Regions from separate parts of the Sus scrofa genome. Here region 1 is linked to region 2. The links are chromatin contacts, called in public promoter capture Hi-C maps. All regions are on one chromosome and are shown on one strand. The core of a region is the stretch at or near the end of the contact, and the rest is flanking DNA. Distances in the headings are between cores, read along the strand shown. Region 1 holds the start of ACSM2B (acyl-coenzyme A synthetase ACSM2B, mitochondrial). Region 2 holds the start of THUMPD1 (THUMP domain containing 1).

The links. Promoter capture Hi-C pulls out the DNA fragments that hold promoters and counts their contacts.
Region 1: a promoter capture Hi-C map of liver shows a contact between it and region 2, with 5 times the contacts expected there. The contact joins the promoter of ACSM2B here to the promoter of THUMPD1 in region 2. A contact is called at or near these places in 1 of 5 promoter capture datasets (liver) and 2 of 47 Hi-C or Micro-C datasets (both in liver).

Annotation. Positions count from the first base shown.
Region 1 is chr3:25,382,583-25,389,979 of Sscrofa11.1, forward strand. ACSM2B (acyl-coenzyme A synthetase ACSM2B, mitochondrial) reads right to left here and starts at 5,261. Exons shown (of 14, transcript XM_003124561.6): 1 at 5,128-5,261; 2 at 2,844-3,028. The coding sequence starts at 3,020.
Region 2 is chr3:25,280,727-25,287,472 of Sscrofa11.1, forward strand. THUMPD1 (THUMP domain containing 1) reads left to right here and starts at 5,292. Exons shown (of 5, transcript NM_001244282.1): 1 at 5,292-5,624. The coding sequence starts at 5,394. ACSM3 (acyl-coenzyme A synthetase ACSM3, mitochondrial) reads right to left here and starts at 3,337. Exons shown (of 14, transcript XM_021086514.1): 1 at 3,151-3,337.

The DNA of each region.
Region 1 (7,397 bases), core at 4,011-6,510, 100 kb after region 2:
TCTATGCATTTGACCACTCTAAGCACCTCACATAAGTGGAATCACACAACATTTGTCTTTTTGTGTCTGGCTTATTTCACGTAACATGATGTCTGTGAGGTCCATCCGTGGTATATCACACATCAGAATTTCATTCTTTTGAAAAGCTGAATAATATTTGATTGACTAGACGTGCCACTTTTTTAATCCATTCATTCATTGATAGACATTGGGTTGTTCCTACACTTTGGCTATCACCATGAACATGGGTATGTAAATATCTCTTCAAAAACCTTGCCTCAGGAGTTCCCGTCGTGGCTCAGTGGTTAATGAACCCGGCTAGCATCCATGAGGATGCGGGTTCAATCCCCGGCCTCACTCAGTGGGTTAAGGATCCGGTGTTGCTGCAAGCAGCTGTGTAGGTCGCAGATGCAGCTGGAATCCCATGTTGTCATGGCTGTGAAATAGACCTGCAGCTGCGGCTCCTATTCGAACCCTAGCCTGGGAACTTCCATGCCCTCGTTGTGGCTGTAAAAAGAACAACAAAACAAAACATCTTGCCTCTATCACAAACGTGGAGTTGCTAGATTATACAGTAACTCTTTTCGTGACGTTTTGAGAAGCTGTCATATTGCTTTCTACAGTTGCTGTACCACTTTGAATCCCACCGGGTTGCACAAGCATCCCAATTTGTCTTAGTTTTGTTTTGAAATAGTTTTGATTTCACATGTTCCCCTGAAAAGAGACTCCGGTCTCCTCGGGGGTCTCCAGATTATAGTTTGGGAGCACGAAAGCAAAGTCAAAGAGAAAATGGATCAGATATTTCAAAATCGCTCTCTATATAAGTTGTACCACTTTGCCCTTTGCCCAAGTAGCCTGTGAAAGTGTCTATTTCCTCATAGCCTTGTCAACAGAGCATGTCGACAAACTTTTATATTTAACTAAACTGGTGGTAAAAAGTTGAATTCGGTAAAATTTTAATTTGCCTTACTGTTACTGTGGGTGAAGTCGAGCGTTTTATTTTTATATTTAAGGGCCATGTGAGTTCACTTTTCAGTGAACTGTCTGTTTAGATACTTGCCCACTTTTACATTTGGTTGCATCTCTTTTTTATTTTTTATTTTTTTGCTTTTTTAGGGCCGCACCTGAGGCACATGGAGGTTCCCAGGCTGGGGGTTCAGTTGGAGCTACAGCTGCCAGCCTACGCCGCAGCCACAGCAACGCAGGATCCAAGCTGTGTCTGCAACCTATACCACAGCTCATGGCAACGCCGGATCCTTAACCCACTGAGCAAGGCCAGGGATTGAACCCGCAACCTCATGGTTCCTAGTCGAATTCGTTTCCGGGGCACCACGACGGGAACTCCAAGGTGGCATCTTTTTATGCTTGATTTCTAGGAGCTCTTTTGATTAAGGATATTAGCTCTTTGCTGTGATATGAATTGAATGTCTGTGTCCTTACCTGATTGTCATTAGTTTTAAAATTTTGTTTACAATGGTGTTTGTCAATGGAGAAGTTTTTGATATTTATGGAGCGGATTTGTTAAACTGCTCACTTGTTTTACGGAGTCAGGATTTTGGATCATGGTAGTAAAGACCTCCTTCTTTACTTCAAGGAGGCCCTTGTTTTGGGTCACGCCCGAGACATGCAGACGCTCCCCAGCCAGGGGTCAACCAGAGCCATAGCTGTAACCAGAGCCACAGCAATGATGACTGGGTCCTTAACCTACTGAACCACAAGGGAACTCCAAGGAGGTATAACGTTTAAAGAAAAGCCAGAAATCTAAATTGTATTTGAAATCTTTCAATTTTAAAACACTGATCCTTTTTTTTTTTTTTTTTTTTTTTAAGAGAGCCCTGAAATATGGGCCACTTTCAGTCTCTGGACTAAAGTTGTATCATGCTATTGGGACCTCATGACATCACAATTATGACACCCTCTGGGCGCCATTCTTTTAAGCCCATGCTAACAGATCCACTTCTTCTGCTACCCTAGCTAGGCCGAATCTTTCCATCCTCTAAAAAGGTGCACAGAACTTGGGTAGAGGCCATGGCAGAATCAACAGTGAACAGGGTGGAATTCCGTCAGTCCAGGGAAGGAAAGGAAACTTCTGCATCACTTTTTCTCTAATATCTCATCTTGGAATACTGTGTGTGTGTGTGTGTGCGTGCATGTGCGTGTGCGTGTGCGTGTGTGTGTGTGTGTGTGTGCTTAGGGCCACACCCTTGGCACACGGAGGTTCTCAAGCTAGGGGTCGAATCCAAGCTATAGCCACCAGTCTATACCACAGCCACAGTGACGTCAGATCCGAGCAGTGTCTGCGACCTACACCACAGCTCACGGCAACAATGGATCCTTAACCCACTGAGTGAGGCCAGGGATCGAACCTTTGTCCTCATGGATACTAGTCAGATTGTTTCTGCTGTGCCACACAGGAGCTCCCTGGAGTACTTTGGACCATCCTGTCCAGCAGTCTCCCTACTTGCATACCCCTAAGGACAAGGACACATGACATTCCAAAAAGACTGACTCAGTTTTGGTTGGAGCTGGTTTGATTAGAGATGGCTGATTGTCTTTGACTCCCTCCTCTGTGACTCCAACCCACTGGTCCTGGTTCACCCTGGGAGGTCACAAAAGGACAGGCACAGGCAAACTGTTGCATCAGCTGCCTGGGGGGAACCCAGATGGCTCCACCCTGAGCCCTTCTTTCCGCCAAGAGCAGGTTCTCCTGCTCTCATCCCGCCTTTGATAGCTCATCATAATGCTTGACATTTAAGTGCTTAAGAAGTATTTATAAGACGAATGGGTGAATTAGAGAACGCAGCCAGCGTTCCCAGTTCTGTGCCTCTTCTCCAGCCCATTACCTTCTCCATGTCAGCCCAGTGATCCAACACATCACTGGCAAAGTTAAATTTGGCAGGAACTTCCTGGTGGCCCCACTGCAGGGGTGCCAGATGCCTGGTCCGAATGTGGACCATGCGATGGGGCATCCAAGTCCCCCATCGGAGGCAGAGTCCCTGGAGTTTCCACAGCCAGTGCATGTTCAAACCTGCAAAGGCAAGAGAAGCCAGAGGTGGGTCTTTCCTGTACAGTCACTTAAGGAGATTGGTCCCCACCTTCCAGGGTTCTGCCCGAAGTTCATTCGCTGGGGTTGTGAGTGAATTGGCAATCGGCATCCATCTCAGTTGCCACGCTTCAAAAACACAACACTCGCCCTAAATCCTATGTCCCTACACCTATGACAGTTTCGTGAACATCTACTCCCATATAATAAATCCTTTTGTGCTTAAAACACAGTGGCGTGGGAGTTCCCATCGTGGTTCAGCGGTACCGAACCCAACTAATATCCATGAGGACGTGGGTTCAATCCCGGCCTCGCTCAGTGGGTTAAGGATCCGGCGTTGCTGTGAGCTGTGGTGTAGGTTGCAAATGCAACCTGGATCTGGTGTGGCTGTGGCTATGGCTGTGGTGTAGGCTGGCAGCTGCAGCTCCGATCTGACCCCTAGCTCGGGAACCTCCATATGCCGCATGTGCAGTCCCTAAGAAGCAAAAACACAATACAATGAAACAAAACCCAAAAACACAGTGGTGTGGTAGACTGAAGGGTTGTCGCTAATAACTTGTCTCCTCCCTGGAGCAGAATTATATGCATATGCACCCCACATTGCCATTATCCTTTGGTCAATGAGATGTGAGTGGATCTTGCATTTCTGCCCTCTGTCATGAGGGTAGCCTAGCCCAGATGGGCCTACCTCCAGCCTGGGTCCCAGAATGACAGCACAGGTGGCGTGGAGCCGAGGCCAGCCCAGCCACAGATAATACCCAGAGCTGTGGGGACAATATCTATTGTTATGAGTTCCTGCGAGATGTCCAGGTTGCTTGCTAATAACAAACAGACTAACACACGCAGCATCTAGTTCTTTCAATGGATCCCTGCCTGAGAGATCCTGAGTACTGTGCCATACACAGGACCTAACCCAGAGAATCAATTTAGAAATTATAACTGCATTGGCTCTTTGGAAACTAATCAGAGACTCCTGGTCTCTGAGTTCCAACCTGTACACCTGAATGGGGGTTGCAGAATTGAAGTCTAATGATTTGACCTCAAGGAATCCAGCCAGGAGTCCTGCCACGTGGCCAGATTTCCATCCCCTGTTGCATGGGCAGAAGAAATCAGAATGCTCAAGCTTTTTAGGGCAGCACCTGTGGCACATGGAAGTTTCTAAGCTAGGGGTCGAATCAGAGCTATAGCTGCTGGCCTACACCACAGCCACAGCAACACGGGATCTGAGCCTTGTCTGTGACTCTGTGACCCATACCACAGCTCATGGCAACACCAGGTCCCCGACCTACTGGGCGAGGCCTAGGATTGAACCCATACCCTCATGGATTCTAGACGGATTCATTTCCCTTGCTCCATGAACTCCTGTCTCCTCTCCTATTTTCTAAAAGAACAAGGAATGAAGAATGTCCTTACCAGCTCCTAGGAAAGATGATTTACTGCCTTTGTACCTATTGGTCTTGCTCTCTTTCCATGGCTAACTCTTTCTTATTTTTCTGGGCTCATCTCCTCTGAGAGGCTGCCTTTCCTGACCACCACCTCCCATCCCACTTTTTTTTTTTTTTTTTTTTTTTTTGCTTTTTAGGGCTGTACCTGTGGCATATGGAGGTTCCCAGACTAGGGGTCTAATTGGAGCTACAGCTGCCGGCCTACACCACAGCCACAGCAATGCCAGATCTGAGCCACGTCTCTGACCCACACCCCAGCTCACAGCAACTCCAGATCCTTAACCCACTAAGCGAGGCCAGGGATCAAACCTGCATCCTCATGGATGCCAGTCAGATTCATTAACCGCTGAGCCATGACGGGAACTCCCCGCATCCCATTTTGACTGCCCTTCTCAGCCACCCCAGTCCCTTCTTTTTGCTGTGCTAACCCCAACCCTAACCCTAACCCTAACATTTTTCCTTTGTCCACTGCTGCCTCCTCACAAAGACCTGGCAGATGCTCACTTTCTTCACCCCTAGAGATTCGGGACTGATTTTCCCCTCAGATTTTCCCTCTCCTAGCTAGCGCTGACTTCCAAAGGTTGGCTAGTGCCCTCCTGAGGCATGTCCCCATCTGTCCATCCGTCACAGCTTGCTCACCTGCCAAGTCTGTTCAGGAGGATCTTGGTCTCAGGAGATCTCTTGGTCTCAGGAGAGGTCCTGAGCAGCCAGCTCCAGAATCCCTGTGGCCTTGGAAGAGGGCACTGCTAGTTAAGCGGACAGCCCCGGAACCTTTGTGGCCTTGGAAGAGGGGACGCTAATCATTAACCGTGGGCCACCCCGGAGTGTCACTTGGAAAAACATCAGTCCTTTTCTTAGCTGTGCCTAGGGATTGCACAGCCCTGCAGCCCTGAGGCCAGCAGAACTGTTCCTCTAACCTAGGGGCCTGAAAAAGAGATTTACATGTAAGACCTGGAGCAGGTTCTTGCTCCGTCCGGGAAGCGAAAGCAGCGCACATGGACCTACATACATTGGTTCACTTCCTTTAGTCCACGATAGTTCTGATGTTTGAGTTGGAGAGTCAGAAAAACTAAGACCTTTTCAGATCATTGAGTGGATAGTGTAAAAATTCAGTGTGGAACAGCAACTTGCTCACGGTCACAGGGACAATCAGTCTCAGGCCTCTGCCTGGAATCCTCACCTCCAGAAGAATGGTTCACGATGCTGCTGCCGACTTCTAGAGGCTCCTCGGGTCCCAGGACTAGAGCTGGGGATCAGAGGGCTCTGAGCCACTGATGCCAACAACGTTCCAGGAATACCTACCCAAAGGGGAAATAGCTCCATCCTCCCAGATAAGGAAAGTGCCCCCGAAGCCACAGAGCTCCTCCCGTATTCCTCTGTACCCCGTGTCCACTTTCAGGGCTCTTCCTTCAATGGACTGACCATCAGCTACCTATCTGCTACAAGGGCCCCATGACAGACTGGGACAACGGGTCCCTAAATGCAGATGTCTCAGGCCAGGGGCAAGATGAGAATGCCAGTTACCCGGCAATAGCTAAGGACCACAAGAGACAGGGACCCAGAGGAGACATGCAGGGGAGCCAGAGGGGCTAAGAGAACCTAGACGCCAGCATCCGAGGTCCGGGGAGAGAAGAGAGGAGATATACCTGGAGAGGATATCCAAAGCAATTTGCTTTTCTTGGGCCAACCCTAGAAATCATATGCTCGAAGAAACCTGTTTATGCAGAGCAGCTGCCCTTCCCTGGGAGGGATTCTTTACTCTTTCTGGGAAAATTCACAGAATTCTACCACCTGCCTCTCCAGCCCTGAGGGTATGGATCCTTTCTTAAATACCCCCGCAATGGGGTGTTTCTGAATGTCTCTTCCAGGAAGTTCTCCCCAGTGTCTGCCCTAAATCCCTCTTGCTGTCGCTGCTCTGTACACTCACTACCTACAGACAGAGAGGCTTCAGAGCACCAAGACCGTGAGAAGGGCTGGACAAGCCCTCCTACAAGAGCGTGAGAACATCCAGAGGGGAGACCTTGATCTCGTAGAAGAAGTTGCCCGAGTTGCTGTCTCTGCGAAGGCTCTGTTTAAGAAATAGTTGAATCTCTCTTCTGTACAGTGGGACCTCATTATTTATCCATTTCTTGGAAGATCGTACGGGAAAAGGAATGTTTATGGGAGTTCCCATTGTGGCGCAGCTGAAAAGAACCTGACTAGGAACCATGAGGTCGTGGGTGCGATCCCTGGCCTTGCTCAGTGGGTTAAGGATCCGGTGTTGCCGTGAGCTGCGGTGTAGGTCACAGACATGGCTCAGATCCCATGTTGCTGTGGCTGTGGTGTAGGCTGGTAGCTGCAGCTCCGATTCAACTCCTAGCCTGGGAGCCTCCATATGCTGTGGGTGCGGCCCTAGAAAAGACAAAAAACAAACAACAAACAAACAAACAAGTTTTCATGGTTAAAAATAAACGAAATGCATTCCACATAGTCATTCCACGTAGACTCTAAATCAAGCGGGAGAGACTTGGAGGAGGTGGTCTTTGGACTTAAATTCACACATCAGCATGGACAGAGGGCCTGAGGTCATTAACCATTCCTGCTCATCACCTGGATGCAGTGGATTTGAAGAATGAGAGTCCTGATCCTGGGAATTAGGGTCCCATCAATAGAAGGGAACCTATGAACCATGTGTTCTTCCAGAAATGGAGGCAAAACGACCCATGGCCTCACTTTGTTTAGAAGTTCTGGAGCCGGGAGTTCCCTTTGTGGCCCAACGGTTAATGAACCCAGTTAGGATCCATGAGGACGCGGGTTCGATTCCTGGCCTCATTCAGTGGGTTAAAGACCCGGTATTGCCGTGACCTGTGGTGTAGGTCGCAGACGTGGCTCGGATCCTGCGTTGCTGTGGCTCTGGTGTAGGCCGGTGG
Region 2 (6,746 bases), core at 4,042-6,541:
ATGGGCCCAGGGACACATGAGATGTGCCATGGAACACACTGGCACATTCATAGTCCAACACCCACGTTTGGAAGTTTCGAAACCTGATGGCTTTTCCAAGGAACCTAAGACCTTTACACTACAAATGCTTACATACTGTTACCAAGACAGAGCTCATTTAAGAAAATAAACCCTTCTTTCTTCTCCTTATTTTAAAATATATTTATGACCCATAAAAATACCTTCCTTGCACGTTATCCTTTCTCACTGTGATGAGAGGAAGGAGGTGGGCAGGGGGCTAGGACAATGGCAGTGGCAGCCAGGATGAGTCCACGGCAGCTTCCCCCTCCCTGAGGAGGGCCAGTGAGTGTGGACAGAAGTGGGCAAGCGAAAGACCTGCCTCAGCCTCGGCTCTGGAAAAGACTCCTCCTTCTTCCCAGCTTCCCACCTTACTCTCTGAGGCTGCAGAGCCATCTACATGGCTGGTAGGCAGGAAAAAGGGTGAAGGGGTCGAGGCTAATGGCAGACATCCTAGAGGTGGACAGTGGCCTGTCAAGGATAGATCTGAGGCCTGGCCTGGGAGGCACCTCCAGCCTTACAGATAGCTGGGTTTGATGCAGGACATGGGCTCCAGGGATAGTTCAGTCCAAAGCAAGAGCCAGTTGAGAAAAGGGTCAGACTCTAGAAGCCAACTTGAGCAGAGGTCCCCAAAGAGTGGTGGCTGTCTGGCCTGGCCCACCCAGCCCAGACCCTGGTCAGACCCACTACCCTCCCATGCTGGCTCCTCACCTCCGCCCCCAGGGATCCCAGACTGCACTTCAGGATGGATGAGGGGTAAGGGACAAGTGCTGGAGGCTGCTCTGTCGAAGAGAAATAAGCCCAAGTCTTCACATGTCATTCTGTTTGGCAGCGGGGATTGAGGAGAAAGGACCACCCTTTACTATTTGCTGGCAAGGTACAGCCTGCGTCTCTGTACCTTTTTACAGAATAAACATTTCCTTGAACTGGATGAGGAAGTACTCACCACTAAGTTTTTAGTGTTGTAACTTTTTTTTTATTATTACTCAAGGAATTTAATACATTTATAGTTGTACAATGATCATCACAATCCAGTTTTATAGGATTTCCATCCCACAACCGCGGCGCATCCCCTCCCCGACACACCTGCAACTTTGTTTTTAATTTGGGGGGATAATATCTTCAAATGCTTACAGAAATCATAAAAGATACTCAGTGAGGAGTTCCTGTTGTGGTACAGTGAAAAAACGAATCTGACTAGGAACCATGAGGTTGCAGTTTCGATCCCTGGACTTGCTAAGTGGGTTAAGGATCTGGCATTGTTGTAAGCTGAGGTGTAGGTGGCAGATTCGGCTCAGATCCCAAGTTGCTGTGGCTGTGTAGGTCAGCAGCTGTAGCTCCAATCAGACCCCTAGCCTGGGAACCTCCACATGCCGTGGGTGTGACCCTAAAAACAAAGGGGGGAAAAAAAAGGTACACAGTGAAAAATCTGCCTCCCACCCCCAGCCTCAGGTTTCACCACACCCTTAATCCCTCAGAGAACCATTGTTATTATTTCTATGTATCTTTTAAGGGTTTCTTTTTTTTTTTTTTTTTTTTTTTTTTGGTCTTTTTGCCATTTCTTGGGCCGCTCCCACGGCATATGGAGGTTCCCAGGCTAGGGGTCTAATCGGAGCTGTAGCTGCCAGCCTACGCCAGAGCCACAGCAACGCAGGATCTGAGCCTCGTCTGCAAACTACACCACAGCTCACGGCAACGCCGGATACTTAATCCACTGAGCAAGGCCAGGGATCAGAACTGCAACCTCATGGTTCCTAGTCAGATTCGTTTCTGCTGTGCCCACAACAGGTACTCCTTATTTTGCATTTAAAATGAAAATTTCAAACTATTTTATCCACTGCATTCAGAATCCTTCAAACAAACTTTGAAAAGAAAATTGACCAGTCATTTGGAGCTTAAAGTGAGCCTAACCATTGTGTTCTGCCAAATACCAGCATCCTCCTCATCAAAACCATAAGACTATCTTTTCCCCAACAAAGTTCTTTTCCTGTTTTTCCAGAGATTTTAGCATTTCATAAAATCCATTTTCCAGGTTTCTAATACTATTTGCAGGTAAAAAAGATCTGAGACAACTTTCCCAGTGTGAGTCCAGATTTTTGTACTGAGCCATAGAAAACTCATCTAATAAAGATGGTACCAGTGCTGATCAGACAGGCTTTTGAAAGTATTTAAGGTCTCATCAGACATGCAGCCTCTACATCTATATAAACAGCAGTGCCAAGGGGATTTTCACCTCCCCACATCTCCGTAAATACCTTCTCCATCAAGTAATCCAAGTAATAACCATGGGTTGGCATATATACCCTCAAAGCAAGATGAAACCCCTACTGTTCTCCGCAATCTAACAAGACCCTGCCTTAAACTTCCATAAGAATTTTTAGGGCTATGCTTGACCACCTAATAGAGAAAAGTGGCTGCCCCCAGGTTACTTCTAAGTAGACACTAGAGTGAAAACCTCAGCTTAGTCTACTTGGACTCAACTGAATTTTTTTTCCAAAACATCTTAACAAGTTAATCTGTGCACATAATTTTTAAAAAATTAAATAGCACGAAAAGCTCAAAATGAAAGAAACTCAGCTGCTATGTTTACAGCCTTTTTGTATGTACATAGTCCTAGTCACTTACTAGATAGAATTATTAACAATAACTGAGAAATTCTGATAGAAACACATTGGCTGCCCAGGATTTCAGGAGAGCACTTTTAATTTCTTTTTGTCTGTTTGTTTGCTTGCTTGTTATCTCTGCTCAAAAGTACATGTGGGCCAGCCCAGAAAACTTTGCATAGGAGACAGATAAAGTGATACTCACTAAAGTGACAGATTCCAACACAGCAGGAGATGATAGCAGACCTGTTTCTAGAAGAGTAACCCTGAAACTTGAACTCTTCTATCTACGTTGGTCTTGGCAGTAGCCGCAAGAGAATGGAAAAGTTGTGGGACAGTCAGAAGCAGTAAGATGTGCCCAGAGTGCCTTTCCTGGATTGGTGGAGCCATTCTGGAGGGAGGAGCAGAAGTTCTGGGCCAAGTTTACCTTGGAGATTTACACAGTCCCCTGAGACTGTTCCTTTTATAATTAATGAGTTACTGGACTTACTGTCATGACTCAGCAGATCTGTGAGGAACCCAGGATCTGTGAGGATTCAGGTTCCGTCTCTGGCCTCAGTGGGTCAGTGGGCTGTGGATCTTGCAGCCGTAAGCTGCAGACGTGGCTTGGATCCTTCCTTGCTGTGGCTGCGGTGTAGGCTGGCAGCTGGAGCTTCGATTGGTCCCCTAGCCTGGGAACTTCCATATGCCGTGGGTGTGCCCCTGAAAAGGAAAAAATAAAGAAGTTAATGATTTTCATACACCACAGGTTTTGGGGAGGCTGGGGAAGTAATGCATTTACATGGAGGGAAAGTGTCCATGGAGCTCCTGGAGAGGTTAGTCCTGTTTACAGGTGATTGTGTTTAGGGTGCAGTTAAGCCAGGGAGAAGGACAAGGAAAGTCTCTAAGCTGTTCAGTTTTAAAGTATTCATTTCTAAAAGAAGCATAGGGATCTAACTTTTTTCTTGGGTGTATAAGATGCCTATATTATTACGTGTATTCCTTGAGAGGGAACCAGGATCCTGCCTCAAGGCTGTACAGTTGCCTGACTGTTCCTCCCCTCCCTGATCAGTAACTATCTGACCATGTCCCTATAGGAACTCAGGGAAGGTCATGGTAGCTGAGTAAGACTCATTTCCTAAGAACAAGAAATGGGGTACACAAAAAGGCTTTTGCACCCAGGAGCCCCACAGTCCGGTTTCGCTATCACTTTATCGATCATTTTGGGAGCTGAATTCAGTTGAAAAACTTTGAGCACCTACTATGGGCTAGGCACTATGCTAGGCACTGAGGATGAAAAGAAAAACTAAACAATTTCAGCGAGCTCTCTCTGTGCCTCCTGACACCACAGCAAGGCCAGTGTAATGAGACTTCTTTTCACAAGCAACTGAGGACCTCCAGAAATAGATGCTGCACAATCTCCACCAATGACATTTTGAAAAGTAAAGGCGGAAGCAAAGGTGAAAGCCAAAAATAAGATTTTTGGATATAATGGTCAATCTGGGGTTAGAATAAAAGATGACTTTCAGTTCAATGACCCTTTTGCAGATTACTTCCATTGGAATTTGTGGGAACTCAAATCTGGCAACAACTTTTGTACTGGAGCAGTAGTTGAGGGTGAGTGCTGCCCACCATAGCTGTTAACCAAAGGTCTTTGCAGCCATCAGCCACTGCATCCACTGGATGGTGAGCCCTGAAGAAACTCAGGATGGAAACAGAATGCCAGCCATCAAACCATCAGACACTGTAGCCACCAACTCCCACCTGTTCCTCCCCCCCCCCCAGTGTACCCTCAAGAGACTCCGGATGAGAAAGCACAGGACACTGGCCCTAGATAGCTGAGGTGCATATCAAAGGAATGATTTCAGTGAACCCTGACTCTTGCATTTCCCATACATGGAAAAGCACTAAATCCCTTAACCAGAAATAATCTTTTGATGTTCATACTATCTGGTCTTGGTTGCAAAAACTCCTATATATCCTGACTCCTCTCTTACCTCTTTGGAGCAGTCCTTAGAGTTATCAGATAGGCTGTGTCCTGGGCTTAAGACCTGAGTGTTGTCCGCATAATAAAGCATGATTCTCATCTTTTAGGTTGTGCTCCCCCCACCCCCAGTCAATAGTAGGGAGCATTTATTCCTCCTGAACACAGTCTTCAAAAGTGGCATCTTTTCAGTTTAAAAAAGATAACACATTATCATGATAGTTGCTGAGGCTGCGGATAAAAGCACAGAGAAAGCAGTGTGAAACACTTATACAAACCACTATTCTTAGTTCTAAGTCATATGGAAACAAGTTCTGGCAAATTTAGGCTAGAAAGGATTTTATTGGAAGCTTTTGGGAAGTTGACAGAATTATAACGACGGCGGGAGGAACAAGTGCCACGGAGGGTAAGAGACTCTAGGCGGCTGGAACCAGCATCAAGGTTCTAGAAAGCGCCCCACCACCAGTTTTGGAATCTGGACAGCAGGAATACGCTGTCACCAGAGACGGGCCACTTCTCCAGTAAATCACCTCCTTCCGGTGGTGAGGTGAAAGCGACTAGCTGTCAATCATCGCCGGGGACGGACCTCACGCCACCACTCTGCAGCCTTCCGCCGCGGGCTTTAGGACCCTGTAGTCGGAAGGAGGCTTGGCGGAAGGACTTCTAGAGGTCGTCGCGCACACATGACATAAGCAGCCCGCGCCTGCAGAGGTGAGGGCGCCAGGCCCGCGGAGAAGCACGTTGCCCGCCTGCTTCAGTTCTCAAGCACTATGGCGGCCCCCGTCCAGCAGCCTCTTCAGCCTGGTGGCGGGAAGCGCAAGGGCAAGGCTCAGTACCTGCAGGCCAAGCGGGCTCGGCGCTGCGAAGGCGGCGGGCCCCGGCAGTTGGAGCCGGGGCTACAGGGCATTCTCATCACCTGCAACATGAATGAGCGCAAGTGTGTGGAGGAGGCCTACAGTCTGCTCAACGAATACGGCGACGACATGTACGGGCCAGAAAAGGTACCGGCTCGGGGAAGAGCAGGCGGACCAAGCGGCCTTTCAGGGAGGAGGAAAGGGTGGCAGGCCAGCTCCTGTATACGCATGCGCGAGTTTAGCCGCACCCGTAGCGATGAGGGGGCGTGGTTTGCCTCTGTTCCCCTAGGAGCCCCAGGGTGCCTCGGTTCCCCACCTCTACCCGGTCCTGTGCTTCAAATTCTAGCGCTTTGGGCGTTTCCCGCCTCTTCGTTAATCACGATGGTGGCTCCAATTTATAGATTGCTTTTTGCGGTTCAGACTTTGTTTCTGAAGACCTTTCAGAAACGTGTACGTCTCGCGGTAACCTCGTGAAGTATTGCTCACGAGGACACAGGTTCATGTAGGTTAGGTTCTAGGTGGTTCAAGTTCTCAAGGGCACAAACTTCATTCGTCCTTACGGTTTCTGCTATCTTACTACCGTTTAAACATTGCGACTGTTCTAATGTGTTAGTCTTCAGCAATAACATCTCTGAAATAGTGGTTTTAGTACTAGTCTAATAGTTGCTTCTCAAATAGATATAAAAATACATTTCAAAAAGTAAAAACTTTTGTAACAGTACCGTCTAAAATCTAATTGTCCCATCACAGTTTGGAAATAATATTATTGGCGTAGGATTTGGACCCATGCACACATGCACACCCCAAGGAATTAAACGGGAGGGGGTTAAAATTCAGAGGATTGTCATTTACTAGCTCAGTTGGATGGGCTTGTCATTTAATTCTGCTGAGCTAGATAAAAAAGAGAATAATGATAGGACTTTGAAAGATTGGCTAAAAGGTTGCTTATGGACACAAAATAACATCCTGGTATGCAACAAAAGCTCCATAAATGTGTAAAATTACCATTAGTGCCTGATTGGCAACCATGTTAGTGGGGCAGAGAACTGGGCAATAAGTGTATGTCTTGTCTGTACTGATACCTTGAGCAAGGTCTCAAACTTTTTCTGTACTGGATACCACAGTAGAACAGGAGTAAGGATTTTTAACTTCATAACTATTTGGTTTAATCTCACGAAAGTGTGGTGTCATGTCAGGCACAAAGGTATCTTTTGATGGGATTAAGGTCCACCCTGAAATGATTCATCTGGTGAGCACATTTCACTCTGT